Regions from separate parts of the Gossypium hirsutum genome. Here all the other regions are linked to region 3. Evidence: chromatin contacts called from public Hi-C data. All regions are on one chromosome and are shown on one strand. Each heading gives the region's core, a stretch centred on a gene start, on an enhancer-like site or on the middle of the called end of the contact. The rest is flanking DNA. Distances are from core to core; before and after follow the strand shown. Region 1 holds the start of LOC107951068. Region 2 holds the start of LOC107951079 (protein LURP-one-related 6). Region 3 holds the start of LOC107951072.

What was found. A called contact is a pair of places that touch in the nucleus more often than the background predicts.
Region 1: a Hi-C map of leaf shows a contact between it and region 3, with 3 times the contacts expected there. The contact joins the promoter of LOC107951068 here to the promoter of LOC107951072 in region 3. A contact is called at or near these places in 10 of 34 Hi-C or Micro-C datasets (hypocotyl, leaf and seedling).
Region 2: a Hi-C map of leaf shows a contact between it and region 3, with 3 times the contacts expected there. The contact joins the promoter of LOC107951079 here to the promoter of LOC107951072 in region 3. A contact is called at or near these places in 3 of 34 Hi-C or Micro-C datasets (all in leaf).

The regions. Positions count from the first base shown.
Region 1 is chrA06:20,247,193-20,251,361 of Gossypium_hirsutum_v2.1, reverse strand. It overlaps LOC107951068, which reads right to left and starts at 1,961. Exons shown (of 6, transcript XM_016885966.2): 1 at 534-1,961; 2 at 1-428. The coding sequence starts at 1,796.
Region 2 is chrA06:20,627,097-20,631,195 of Gossypium_hirsutum_v2.1, reverse strand. LOC107951079 (protein LURP-one-related 6) reads right to left here and starts at 2,710. Exons shown (of 3, transcript XM_041115305.1): 1 at 2,292-2,710; 2 at 785-1,030; 3 at 396-714. The coding sequence starts at 2,525. The coding sequence ends at 857. LOC107951080 (copper transporter 5) reads left to right here. Exons shown (of 2, transcript XM_016885990.2): 2 at 1-8.
Region 3 is chrA06:20,387,917-20,392,236 of Gossypium_hirsutum_v2.1, reverse strand. It overlaps LOC107951072, which reads left to right and starts at 1,439. Exons shown (of 6, transcript XM_016885976.2): 1 at 1,439-1,632; 2 at 1,741-1,887; 3 at 2,132-2,284; 4 at 2,442-2,617; 5 at 2,949-3,061; 6 at 3,376-3,654. The coding sequence starts at 1,756. The coding sequence ends at 3,042.

The DNA.
Region 1 (4,169 bases), core at 712-3,211, 140 kb after region 3:
TCCATCAAAATCAGTTCCTTGATACCATCGCCTCTTGCAATAAGAAATTCCTTGATAAAACTATCAGTTACAGACTCCAACCCTGCTACTGACAACACTTCCAAATGCTCCAGCTTCTTCAATGATGGCAGAACCAGCATTGCATCAATACTTTGGCAATCATCGATAAATAGTTCCAGTAGAACTGATGCCAAGGAGGTAGCTAAAATGTCAATAGCGCTGTGGGTAAGAAATGAACACTGGCTGAGATTTACAGATCGTAATGCAGGGGCAGAAGAAACAAGAGCACTAAGCCCAGCATCCGAAAGACGATATGCACCAGTCAATGACAAAGTGGTTAGTGCAGGCAAGCTGTTCGGCGACCGAGCTAAGGTAGAAGGTAAATTATAATCCGCTAAGCAGTGGCCACAGTAATCAAGTTGGAGAATCTGAATTCCAAAAACAATAAACTTTAGACTAGTCGCAAAAAGAATATCATGAAATGGACAAATAGCAATAACTCAATACGACGTGTAGATGAATATACAGCGTACCGTCAAGTTGATAGTGTCACACTTTTCAAAACATTGATTGAACTGTTCCTCAGTTAGCCATGAACAATCTTTGAGGCGAATTTCGATAGGGGATCCGTTAAGAAGGAGATCAAAAAAGTTACTATTCATTCGCCTCGAGTCACAGAGCATATGACAGAGCTTGTGTCTCAGAGCATCAGGCACATGAGCAAGCGAAGCAATCGCATCTGCATTATCGACAAGAACCCTCAAGCTCAAATCAAGCAATGATGGAGGCAGCCGCTTTGACCAGTCTTTTCTTTTACCCTTTTGAGGAACCCACTTAATTTGTAAGTACTGTACCTTGTCCGAGGAAGAACTCCCCTGTCTTACGTTAAAATTCGCTGCTCTATCCCTTATAATCTTCATAGCAGTAGAGAAAGGACCCGGCCAATCTTCAACACCCTTTTCTTCAGGTTCTTCGGACGGAATTTCGCTTTCAGCCTCCGTTGATAAAATGTTATCATCTTCTTCCTGGGTGCTGAAATGGGCAAATCGAGAAGCATTTTCCCTAGCCGTATCTCGAAACCGCTCCATTCTCCCCTGACTTGTTCTCCTATTATTCTTCTTACTTGGCTTTTCATTGGACAAATTCACTTCCTGTGCTAGAAGTTCAACGTCGGAAACTGAACCGTCAACTAAACTCTCATCTTTAGATTCCAAAGCACTTTCTACAAGCAATTTCCCCTTCCCTTTCTCTTCTCTACTATATCTCCTTTTTCCCTTCACATTCACTCTCTCCTTGCTTCTTTCCGGTTTCTCAGTATCTTCACTCTCTTCCACTAACATGCTTTTACCTTTCCTGTCAATTTCAACCTCTACATCGCCTTCGCTGCCGTTGCCGTCGCCAAATGGACCCTTCTTAGTAACCCTCTTCCCCGACCGCAAACTCAATACCCCTTCATCCTCGCCGCTCTCCAAACCGACATCGTTATCGGCACTCAACTTCCTCTTTCTCGAAACGTCACCGTTTCGTCGTTCGATAGGTTCCTCCGCCTCCAAAACACCATCCTGGCCGGCATTGGACGAAGCTCTCGTAGAAAGACGAAGGCTCCGCCGAAGTATGGGTGCGGAACCGGAAACTGAACCAAGAGTTTTAGGGGAGGGAATGAGTGAAGGCGGCGATGAACGAGTGGCGGGTTGTTCGCGGCCTTGCGTGGGAGTGGCGGGCGGGTCGATATTGGCCCGAGCTTTTAGGGGCTTGGGTTGGACCGGAAGGATTTCGCGGGATCTTAGGACCGGCATCGCTGCTGAAAGAAAATGGCGGGAAGTGAAAACGAACCAGTATGAACACTCAACAAAAGAATAATAGGGAGGAATCGTATTAAGAAAAAAGGGCGGCCTTTTGGTTTTTTAACAAATTTAGGGTTTTTCTGAAAGAGAAGCTTCTCGCGTACGCTTTTCTATATTAATTTTCCCGCCACATAAATGTCCTCAATATTACGGGCCTGAATCTGAATGGTCAGCCAGCTGGCTTTTTTATGTATTTGTTTTTGGCCCAAAGAGATGTGAAGAAGAAATAAAATAGTGAGAGGAAAAAAGAATGTATTTTTATTGATTAATCGGAATTTTTATAATATTTATTTATTAATTTATGTTTGTTTAATAATAAAATATTGATAACGTTCAACATGATTTAAATTTTAAATTTATATAGGATTTTAAAATATTTTAATTAAGTTTTTAGAGTATTAATATTAAATTAAATTAATTGTAAGTTTAAATTTATCATGAACATTTAAAATATGTTAATCTAATCAAATAAATGAATAATCTCTTTCCTTAAAAAAACTATATAATTTGCTGAATTTTAACTTTATTAATTTGTTTCTTTTAAGCATGCACTAACAACCTATTATTTTAGACCTTAAACATAACTATCTAATTAAATACTATACACTTCAACTCAACTTACCATATATAAGGTTTAGCATTATATATTAAGCTTAATTCAAATCAACATTAAAGAAATACTATCTTAATTCTAGTATATATTAGAAGCCAATCATGACATATCTAATCTAATCACATATATCATATATTGTTGTGATTATAGGGCTAAATAACGTCAATAGTCCCTTTTTTTAATAATTAGATTTAATTAAGGAAATAAATTGATTTAAATAAAAAAGCGAGTTCAACTGGACGAGCTTTCTGCATACGTATCAAGAAAACACGTCTAGCTGGACACGTTTTCTGGAAAACTCATCTAATCAGGCATGTTTTCCCTCAATGTTCAAAAAGGTCAAAAAGCAATGGCTTTTTTATCAGTGCCACGCCAACTGTAAAAAATAAAAATAAAAATCCAACAATAAGTTTTTTTACCCTATAAATACCCTCCAAATTTCAGTTTTTTCATTCACATTCTTCTCTCAACTCTCTCAAACCCTCTCAAGTCTCTCGTTTTGATCGTGTACGATATTTTCATTTAAAAATAATATTTTTATTAATTATCTCATATTGTATTTGTTCAAAATCTATTTTTCACGAATGACCGCCTCTCTAATCCACTTCAACAACAAGAATATTTCCACCACCCAAGTAGTAATGGTAAGACGAAAATTTAAATTTCATTAATTTCAATAAGGTTAATTTTATTTTTTTTAATTTGAAATTATTTTTATTGTGTAAATAGGCAGAGAATCGTGTTTTGAAGGGCTTCATTCATAACATCGGAAAGCTTGCGATCCCTGAAATTCTTGGCCACTTGCAAGCAGTTGGATTCTTACATGTGTCTTGCATGTTCGGGGGCTACAAACTTGATTTGGCACTTATCAACTCATTGGTGGAAAGATGGAGGCCCGAAACACACACTTTCCACTTTCCATTTTCCACTTTCCATACGGTGAGTGAACAATCACACTCAAAGACGTTGGAACTACAACTCTGTCTGCCAATGGATGCGCCAGTCATCACGGAATTAGCGATCGTTCCGGGTAAAGTGGACTTCTGCACATCACTGTTGGGGAAGGTTCAAGACAAGTTCGAAAGTGGTCCGATATCGATGAACTAGTTGAATGATAATTTCGACGAGCTCCTTGAATACTGAATAAAGGAGGTCATAGAACAGTACACTCAAGCATACGTCATGAGTTAATCTGGGGCATTTTAATGCTTGACAAATCTCAAAATTTGGTTCATGTAAGGTGGCTACCACATCGTGGACTTCAATAAGTACGGAAAACTAAGTTGGGGATCTATCATAGTGTCCACATTATACTGGGAGATGTGTTGGGCCACGATACCGAGTGCAACATCGATCGGTGGTTGCCTGCTCTTGTTGCAACTGTGGGCCTAGTGGCTACTATTATTTCTACGTCCCAAGGTAACCAACCCATACATGTTCCCTTTGGTGACGAGGTAAATATCATTTATTAACAAATATGTAGTCTATACAGTAAATTTTTTTATTATACGTTTTGACTAACATATCGCTTATATAGGTGGAACCGTGAGCCGAGTTATATGAGACTGCCTGAGGAGCTAGAAGATATTATATTGTTGTTAGACCAACATTTGAAAACCGAGGTTAGTTACTTATTCTTTCGAACCTATATTAATTACATAATGATTCGTAAAAAAAATTCATACATAACTATACTTACAATTTTACTTTTC
Region 2 (4,099 bases), core at 1,461-3,960, 240 kb before region 3:
TTGATTGATGGAAGGAATCAAGGGTATTCATTTGCTATTTGCTTTCTGTGAGAATTTCATAAACATCTGTCTTATGTTCTAAAAGGAAGCTTCTTTTTCCATCAGAAAGTTTAGCTTTCACTCCTTTACATTTTCAAAATTTGATGGAATCCCAATTTTTTTTTTTTTTTGATTAAATTTGGAATGTAAAGAGAGACAGAATTGTTTCCGTTCAAAGATGAAGCCATTTACCATCCAACCCTACATCATCAACATTCATCTAGTTCTTCATTTTTATTACTTCTTTGTCAAGTTTGTTGGGGAATAAGCGAATAGCATAGGATTCTTCATTAAATTTATTGTTGGTGCATTCCTAGGCTCTACTAATATAAGCGGAGAAAAACAAACAGAAAAGATAGCCACAAATCTTTAATATTATTCTAAAGTTATTGTTTTATATACATGCTAAGGATTACAGATCCTAAAATAAAGACGAATTTGCAGCTTAATTCATTCCAAATCTAGTCATCCAAATGGAACCCAAACAAACAAAATTAACTTCTAGTTTGGGGGTTTACAGAAATTCCTCAATCAGCACCTGGTAGATTCACCGTAAATGTAATCAAGAACAGCAATGACTCCAAAAACAAAAGCTTGATCAATCCCAGGTCTTACCACTACTTGATAAACATCTTTACTTGCCATCAACTCCTCTACTTCCTTCTTTACTCCAACCTGTACGTAAACTTATGATTTAGAACAAAACTAAACTTGATACCATGTTATATTAAATGAAGTATACTACCTGAGCGACAACGTTGCCTGTGGAATCAATGATGCTGCATTTTCTGTCAGGGAAATAACCATTGATTTCATACTAACACTGCTTGCTGCTGCTTTTTGGTTCAGTGGAGATTCTGATGGCATTGTTATTGGCTAGGCATGAACGGGCCGGCTCCTTTAAAGTGAAAACCAACTTTTGTGATCCTTCGTAGTCGAAACTGTAGCCTTTCCATTTTTTATGTATGCTTAGTGCCTCAACCATCCCTCCCTGGAATATAGGAATCAACAACAATTAGGCTCTAATTTAGCCCATAGCAATACAGTTTGTGCTTATCTGCCTGCCTGCCTATGCTTGTGGGTATATATCCCATGTCTACTCGGTTATAAAAAATCACTATGCATCATAGTGCTAAAAAATTTGAAAATAAAAGTTCAATTCTGTCCCCAGTCTCTATACTTTTCAAGCTTATTCCCCTGTTTTTAATTCTAGGAATTCAATCTCTCTATTTGTTTTAAGTTAAAAATCAAATTCCTATTGATAACACTGTTAATTGACTTCTTTTCAAATCAATTGGATTTTAATTTTTAAATTAAACCTTTTTCTAATATTATAATGTTACATATTCAAATTTAACGAAAATTAACAATGTTATCAATTGGACTTTGATTTTAAAATTACACAAGTAAAGGGAACCAATTCTTCAAACTAAAAGTAGAGGGATTAGCCAACAACCTAAATCAAGCTCTATGTTGCCACTTTCAACCCTGCTCATAAAATTCCTTCCCGCAAGTTATAATGTATCAAAAAGAAAGAAGATACAGGGACTTCGGGCACAATTAGCCTAGAAAGAATCATCACCTGGGGACTTAATGAGAGACAAAATATGATTTTAGTTTGTTAATATAATCGCAATGCACACCGTGTAAATAGAGGGCTGGCATGTACTAGACACCTAAAATTTTAAAATTTTAAATTAGTAAAGTTAAAATTATACTTTGCCCTTCTAAAAATATAAAAATTTAATTTACTTTTTTAAAAATATAAAAACGTAAACTATTAAAATAATGAAATTACATTTTTATTATCATAAAAATTATAATTTAATTTCAGCCATTAAAAAGTTTTCTGATTTCTCCCCTAGCGGTACTTAATAGTTTTAATACATGGATAAATCTCATCCCACCAGCTTCTCTATTGTACAAAGTTACTTGAACCAATTTGCCATCCCTATTGGAGACTACTTTAGGACACAGTTATAATCATGATGACCAGTTTTCTATTCCATGTTATCCTGCTTTATCCTTTTGCATATCATGTTCCTTTTTATCTTTCCATCTAACATGCAAATGCAAGTTGTTTTTATACAAAACACTCGAGGAAATTCAAGGCTCATTCATTTAAACTGATTCATTCATATGCATGCACACACACTATAGATCATGCCTTGAAGAATTTATCATAATTTGATGGTATACAAAGGAACTTCAAATCCATGTTTTAAAGTTAACAAAAAATATACAATTTTTACCTTTCGACGTATGAGAAGCAAAGCATCCCCATTTCCATCTCTCAAGACCAGCTCCCCTTTAGTACCCAGAACCCCACAACCGTCGACCCTGAAAACAACCATCTGGCTACAATCCATCACCACGAACCCGCCTCCGTTCACCACATGCGGCCTCCTCCTAACTGCAAGCACCACCTGAGATGAAGAACAATACAGCTTACTGATAACCGGCATTGTATTGGCTTTCCCGGCCATGGATTTCTCTCTTTCTATCTCTCAAGGATTAGGCTAAGTTGATGTTACTCGAGTCTGAGACAATCCGTGCTTATATACATGTAAAAATGGTTTTTTTTTTCTCTATTTTGAAAGATTAGGCAAAGTTGTTTGACTATTGCTATACGTATAATATATATATAGATGTAAGAATACGTATTGGCAAACATTGTGGAGCACGTTTTGTTATATATATTTATATTGTTCTTTTTTCTACATGAAGGAATCGTTTTGCATGTAATTTGAGTCAAGAGTGAAGAATTTCAAAAAGGGTTTTTGAAAAATTTGGCAGGTGGTTGGCCAGATCTCTTGAATGCTAAAATCTTTTAACGAAGTCTTCAATTATTGATGAAGAGGAGCTTTATGGGACCATTATTTCTGTCAACTAATTTAAAGGTCTCCTTTTTGAAGTTGGTTTAGAATAACGTTTGGCTCACTATAATATTGCATATGCATGAGAATAAATATTAGACTATAAAAAATGGTCTGTAAAAGATGCTAATCCGCATACGTGGCAATAAATGGTTTTGTCAATCGCTTCAAAGCCACCAATTTCTTGTTACTTTGATACAGTTCAGATAAAGGGTTAATTATGCCCCCAAGTCCCTGTACTTTTTTTGATCTTTACAAACTTTCATCCATATGCTTTTAGGGTGCGTTTAGCATTGGTTTTCTTCAAGCCAAATAGTTAACTTTTCAACCCAAAAGTGTTAATTTTCTTTTAACTTTTAGAAATTTCACTTTGGAGCCTTATTATATTTAGATCTTTGGCTTTTGAATGTACTCCATCTACTGGTTTGGTCTAAAAGTTAAAAGAAATTTTAATAACTTAAGTTAAATTCAAATATGTGACATTTTAATATTCAAGTATCTAATTTAAAAATTAAAGTCCAATAGATAAAATATATTTAATTTTAATAGAAGGAATTTAATTTTTTTAATGAACCTAAAGCATAGAGACTAGATTTGGAAAGTTTAAAGAGTATAGGGAGTGGAAGCACAATTAGACCGAGAAAAGATTGACTTGTTGCTACTGACTCCGGTTAGAATTTTAGTGATGATGTTTGTTATAACTTGGCTTCTAAGCTATGGAGCTGACTAATATTCAACGTGATTTGGCACAAAGATTAGAATTTGATACCTTCAAACTAAAGGGTTTGGAAAACAAAATGAGCATTTGGAGCATAAATTCTGATTTTTATGTAATCTGCCAACATTAAGGCTAGTTATAAATTTGTTTTAAAAACATGGTTTTGAATGGTCAAATTGACGACCTTTTGAGTTCATTGAACCCTTAAGAGTCCTTTGATGGTTTAGCAGTAAAAAGAGCACACAGACCAAAACAGTGTCCAGCTGCCGCTGAATATGATCAGATCAGAGGCAGCCTATGGGCAATAGCCCAAACAAGGAGCAGGCCGAATACTTTGGACTTATCGATTCAACAATAATCTATCTATACTAACGGATAAAAATGTCCGTAAAAAGATCTCTCCACTCCCTCTTAATTTTAAAATTGAGTAAATTGTTCTCTCTGAAAAATTAAATTAATTTAATTT
Region 3 (4,320 bases), core at 190-2,689:
TAAATAGATGGTTAGAGAGAGGGGGGAATTTGAATATATAATAAAAAAAATTAAATATTAAACCCTACTCAATTTGTTTTTTAAGAATTTATATATTTAATAATATTAAACTTATTATTTGATATTGTTAGTGCTGAGATGATTGTTAATTGTATGTAAAGTTGTAATTACAAATACAATTAAAAAAATAAAATAGTACAGATTAACACAAGAATTACTTAAGTTTGGAATTTTTTTTATATATTATAAATCAATGATATAATATATGATTTAAGTTCAACTCACTCATTAAATTACAACACTTATACATTCCATTAGTGTCACTGTCCCAGTAAAACTTCCACTTGAAAGCTTAGTTATATATTAAACGTGAAAACAATTTCCACAAGATCAAAATACACCTCATACAAATGTTTTTTTTTTAATGAATAAACAAATGCTTTATTTGATTTGTACATCAACACATAAACAAGTCTATTTTAAATAAACCTTTTGTAGACTTGTAATCCTCGCAGTGTAAACAAAATAATTATATTCATATAATTGTTACTCAAATTCCGAAATAAGACAAGAATTTTTGGTCAAAATCTTGCACAACCATCTAGTTACAATTGGAACATGGAAAGCTGGAATGTGTAACTGCTGCTAACAAATTTTTTAAGGAAAAAATCGGAAATCTTTCATTCAAACTAAGCCAACATGTATGAGCATTATAAGAACAACTTGAGAGAACGGAAACAAGACCACAATACAGAACGAGATAACCCATCGAAGCAAAAGTTCGCACAGTAACCCAAAATATAAACATGGGACACAACAAACTAGTCGTCGCCATCACCCAAGCCGAAGCAAAGAGGAGATAGGACCTAGATGGGTGCACGAAGCTTGCTTCGGAGAAGCGTTAACTCCTCAAGAAACAAATCCAAGTTAAGTGTCACGGAACATGGTCTAACAGCAATCAAAAAATAAGAAAAGAAATAAAGGAAAAAAAAAAGACAAAAGAAACTGACTAAACAGTGAAGACAAGCAGGCCTTGTCAGAACAACGAGAGCACCACGGACCACTACAAAATCTCATTAGTTGTGGACAATGATGTTTATAAAAAGGCCATGCAGGACTTGGGTAGTGGTCAATGCTCTGATATTGTATACTATTTTTAAGATTCAACAGGATTAACTTGGTAGGAATCCGACATTCCTTTTTGAGATTCAATGGGGTTGGTTTAGTTCGTAAGAACCTGACATTTCATCCGAGACTGGTTTTAAATTTGACTTTCATTGCTGAAAAGAGATCTGCGGCATGCATGCCTTGGCACGGCATGGCATGACCTTCCCTCTTAAAAAACTTTTTACTTTTCACACGGAGAATGAACTACGTAACTAAATTCCATTAGATAAGGGCCTATATATCAATAAATCCTGTTGGACCCTGAGGAACTGACACCGTCTTTGAATAAGGTGGACCTTGGCCCAAGCTCAAGTTGGACAAGGATTCCATCGGCATTCTTTCTAAAACACGAATAAATTCACACACACACACTTAACAAGAACTCAAAAAGCTTATTCCTTTAAAATTGCCGATTCCTCTTCCCATTGAATCATGGTTCTAGTATAATCCAATCCTATCTTATAGGTAAGTATACTTTCAACTCAAATCTTTCCAGTACGGAAGTACTGCTGAGAGTTAACATTGACTTTTATTGTATGGTTTCTCTTGGGAACTGAATTTTCTTCTCTCCAGTTTGGTGGGTTGAACATGGAGCCGCCACCTAATGGTGAAGAACCCACTTCGTGGGATGAGCTATATAACATAAATTTGATTCCTTCTGAGTTGTTCCTCAAGTTTAGAAAAGAAATTCAGGGGTTTCGAGTTGGTGTCAATTTGGAGGTTATTTTTCTTTGCACTTTTTTTTTTCAGTCTTAAATTGCTCCCTCCATTCATGTTATATTGGTGCCAATTCAGGGGTATGAGCCCAGGAAAGGAATTTTCTTTTAGCCAATTCAACTTTAAATGTTGCTATTTTACTTGAAAAGGGGTATTTTTTTTATTTTACAAAAGATAATGTATATCATCCTGTACAGTTTGTTGTTGTTTTGAGCTGTTGAGTAATTGCATCTTAGTTTTGGTTCAGTTCTTCAATGACCCTATGAATGATTTCCAAACTAAGCTTGTGCTGAAGCCTTTATCCCCTGAACGGAGGTGGAAGTTTGCATATGAGCCTATAAGACAAGATGTACGCCTTATTTCCAAAAAGATCCCCGTCACAAAATTTCTTAATCTCCAGGTCTGCTCTACTTTACACAGACAAACTTTCTATTAGTGATAGAATATACAAGTCTATTCCAAATCTGATAATTATTGCTGTAGGTGAATTTATTTGTTTCTCATGCATGATTTTGCCTAGATTTTGCAATGGTTATGCTAAAATGTTTTGGAAATAGGTTGGCATAGGCCACAATTTCAAGATGAATGCAATTGGTTGGAAATGGAAGCTCACCACCTGTTTTGGTGGAGACGGAATTTCTCGGATTCGGAATAAGACAACCCTTGGCTTGGTTCCCGGCCTGGATTTTCGATTTGGGTGGAGGGCAGATTATGTTCTTCCAGAAGTTACTGGGCAAGTTCCTTGAACATTTATTTTAAGAATATTTATTTCACAAAATGGAGGAAGCAATAAGGTTATGTCTAATAGAAGAATCATATTTGATTTCCTTGATCTTGTATGTAGATATTCCAAGGAAACTGCAAGTCAATGGCTATTAGGACACATCTAGAATATTCATTGATGTTATTACTCATATGCTTTAAACATGACTCAGAATTTCCGAAATGTGTTATTGTCATGGTTCTCCTTGTTAATAGTGACATTTTTGTTCCTTCACAATTTAATATGAAGACATGATTTCGTGATTATTCATAACTTATCGTTAATACCTTGAATTTAACAGAGCTCTTGGAACCGATGAAGCATTGTTCAACTTGAACTCTGGGCGGTTGCAAGCATCATTAGATAGAGTTGAGGCCATTGTGACTGCCACATGATTGGTCGTCAAAACATCAGGTACGATTATTATCTCACGATCCTTTTAGGTGCATTTAAGGTTGGCTTTTGACATGGTATATATAACTGACAATTTGTAGGATATGAAGTTGTCAAGACCATAAAGACTTGTATCTCTGTTGTTAAAACTCAAAGTACTGGGAACTTTCTGCCATTGTTTGATCTCTGTGTTTTTACCTCTGCTACCTGTCTTACCCAAACATGCTTCTTTTTCACGTAGTATGATGAGTTGTTTTACATAATAGACCCTTAGAATCCTTGGTTTATTTTCTTCTATACTAAACAGTTTTGTTCTGAAACATCAATCTTAGCAGGGCCAGCATGAATTGAAACTGATGGGATGGTTTTCCAACTCGGTGGCTCGTTTGTATAGCATTAAGTAGCCAGGGCATGAATGAACCAGATTTTGAAATCAAATAGTTCCCTGAAATTAGATCGTAAGGAAATGGCTTTCATTATACTCCTTTTATTGTCTTCCGCCACTTGCCTTTTTATATGTTAGTTACTTCCATAGGGGAGTCTCCCGGTGAAATTACTGGTAAATCAGGTTATTTATACTGTTGAGGTTATTAGAGGGGGTTTCTGATTTGTCATGTTCTTTTTTCTCTTTGGATGATTGAAAACTTTGTTTTAAAATCCACAGTGAAGCAGAACAAGCTTCTAAATGGACCTATTTAAGGTATAGCCTTGTATATCAACAATCTTGTTGGCTACATAGGCTTAGTTTGGATGGGCGGTGTGTTTAGCTCCGGTGAGGTTAAAAACAGCGGTGGCGGTGAGATTAGTTACTGTAGCGGTGAGATTGGATATTGTAGAGGTGAGATTAGAAACAGCGATGGAGTGTGTGTTTGGATTCAAACGTAGCTGTAGCGGTGAGGTGAAAATAGAAAATGACTTTTAAGGACATTAGATTAAAAATGATATATAATAGAAGTTTTTAAAATTATTTAACAATTACAAAATTAATAAATGGTTAAAATTATTACAATTATATTTATTTTTAATAATAAATAATTAAAAGTGAATTAAAACTAGAGACAAATTCAAAAATTTATTTTATTTAATATTTCAAAATTAAGCATATATTTAATTATAGGGGCTCAATTAATTATTGAAAGATTATTGAAATTATTGAGCCTTTAGAAAAATAAAACATTATTGAAAGATAAAATAATAAAGCAACTCTAGAATAAGGGTCTTAATGCATGTTATTTCAAATGTTTGTCATCAGTAACTCAATGCAAGACATTGCTAGCACC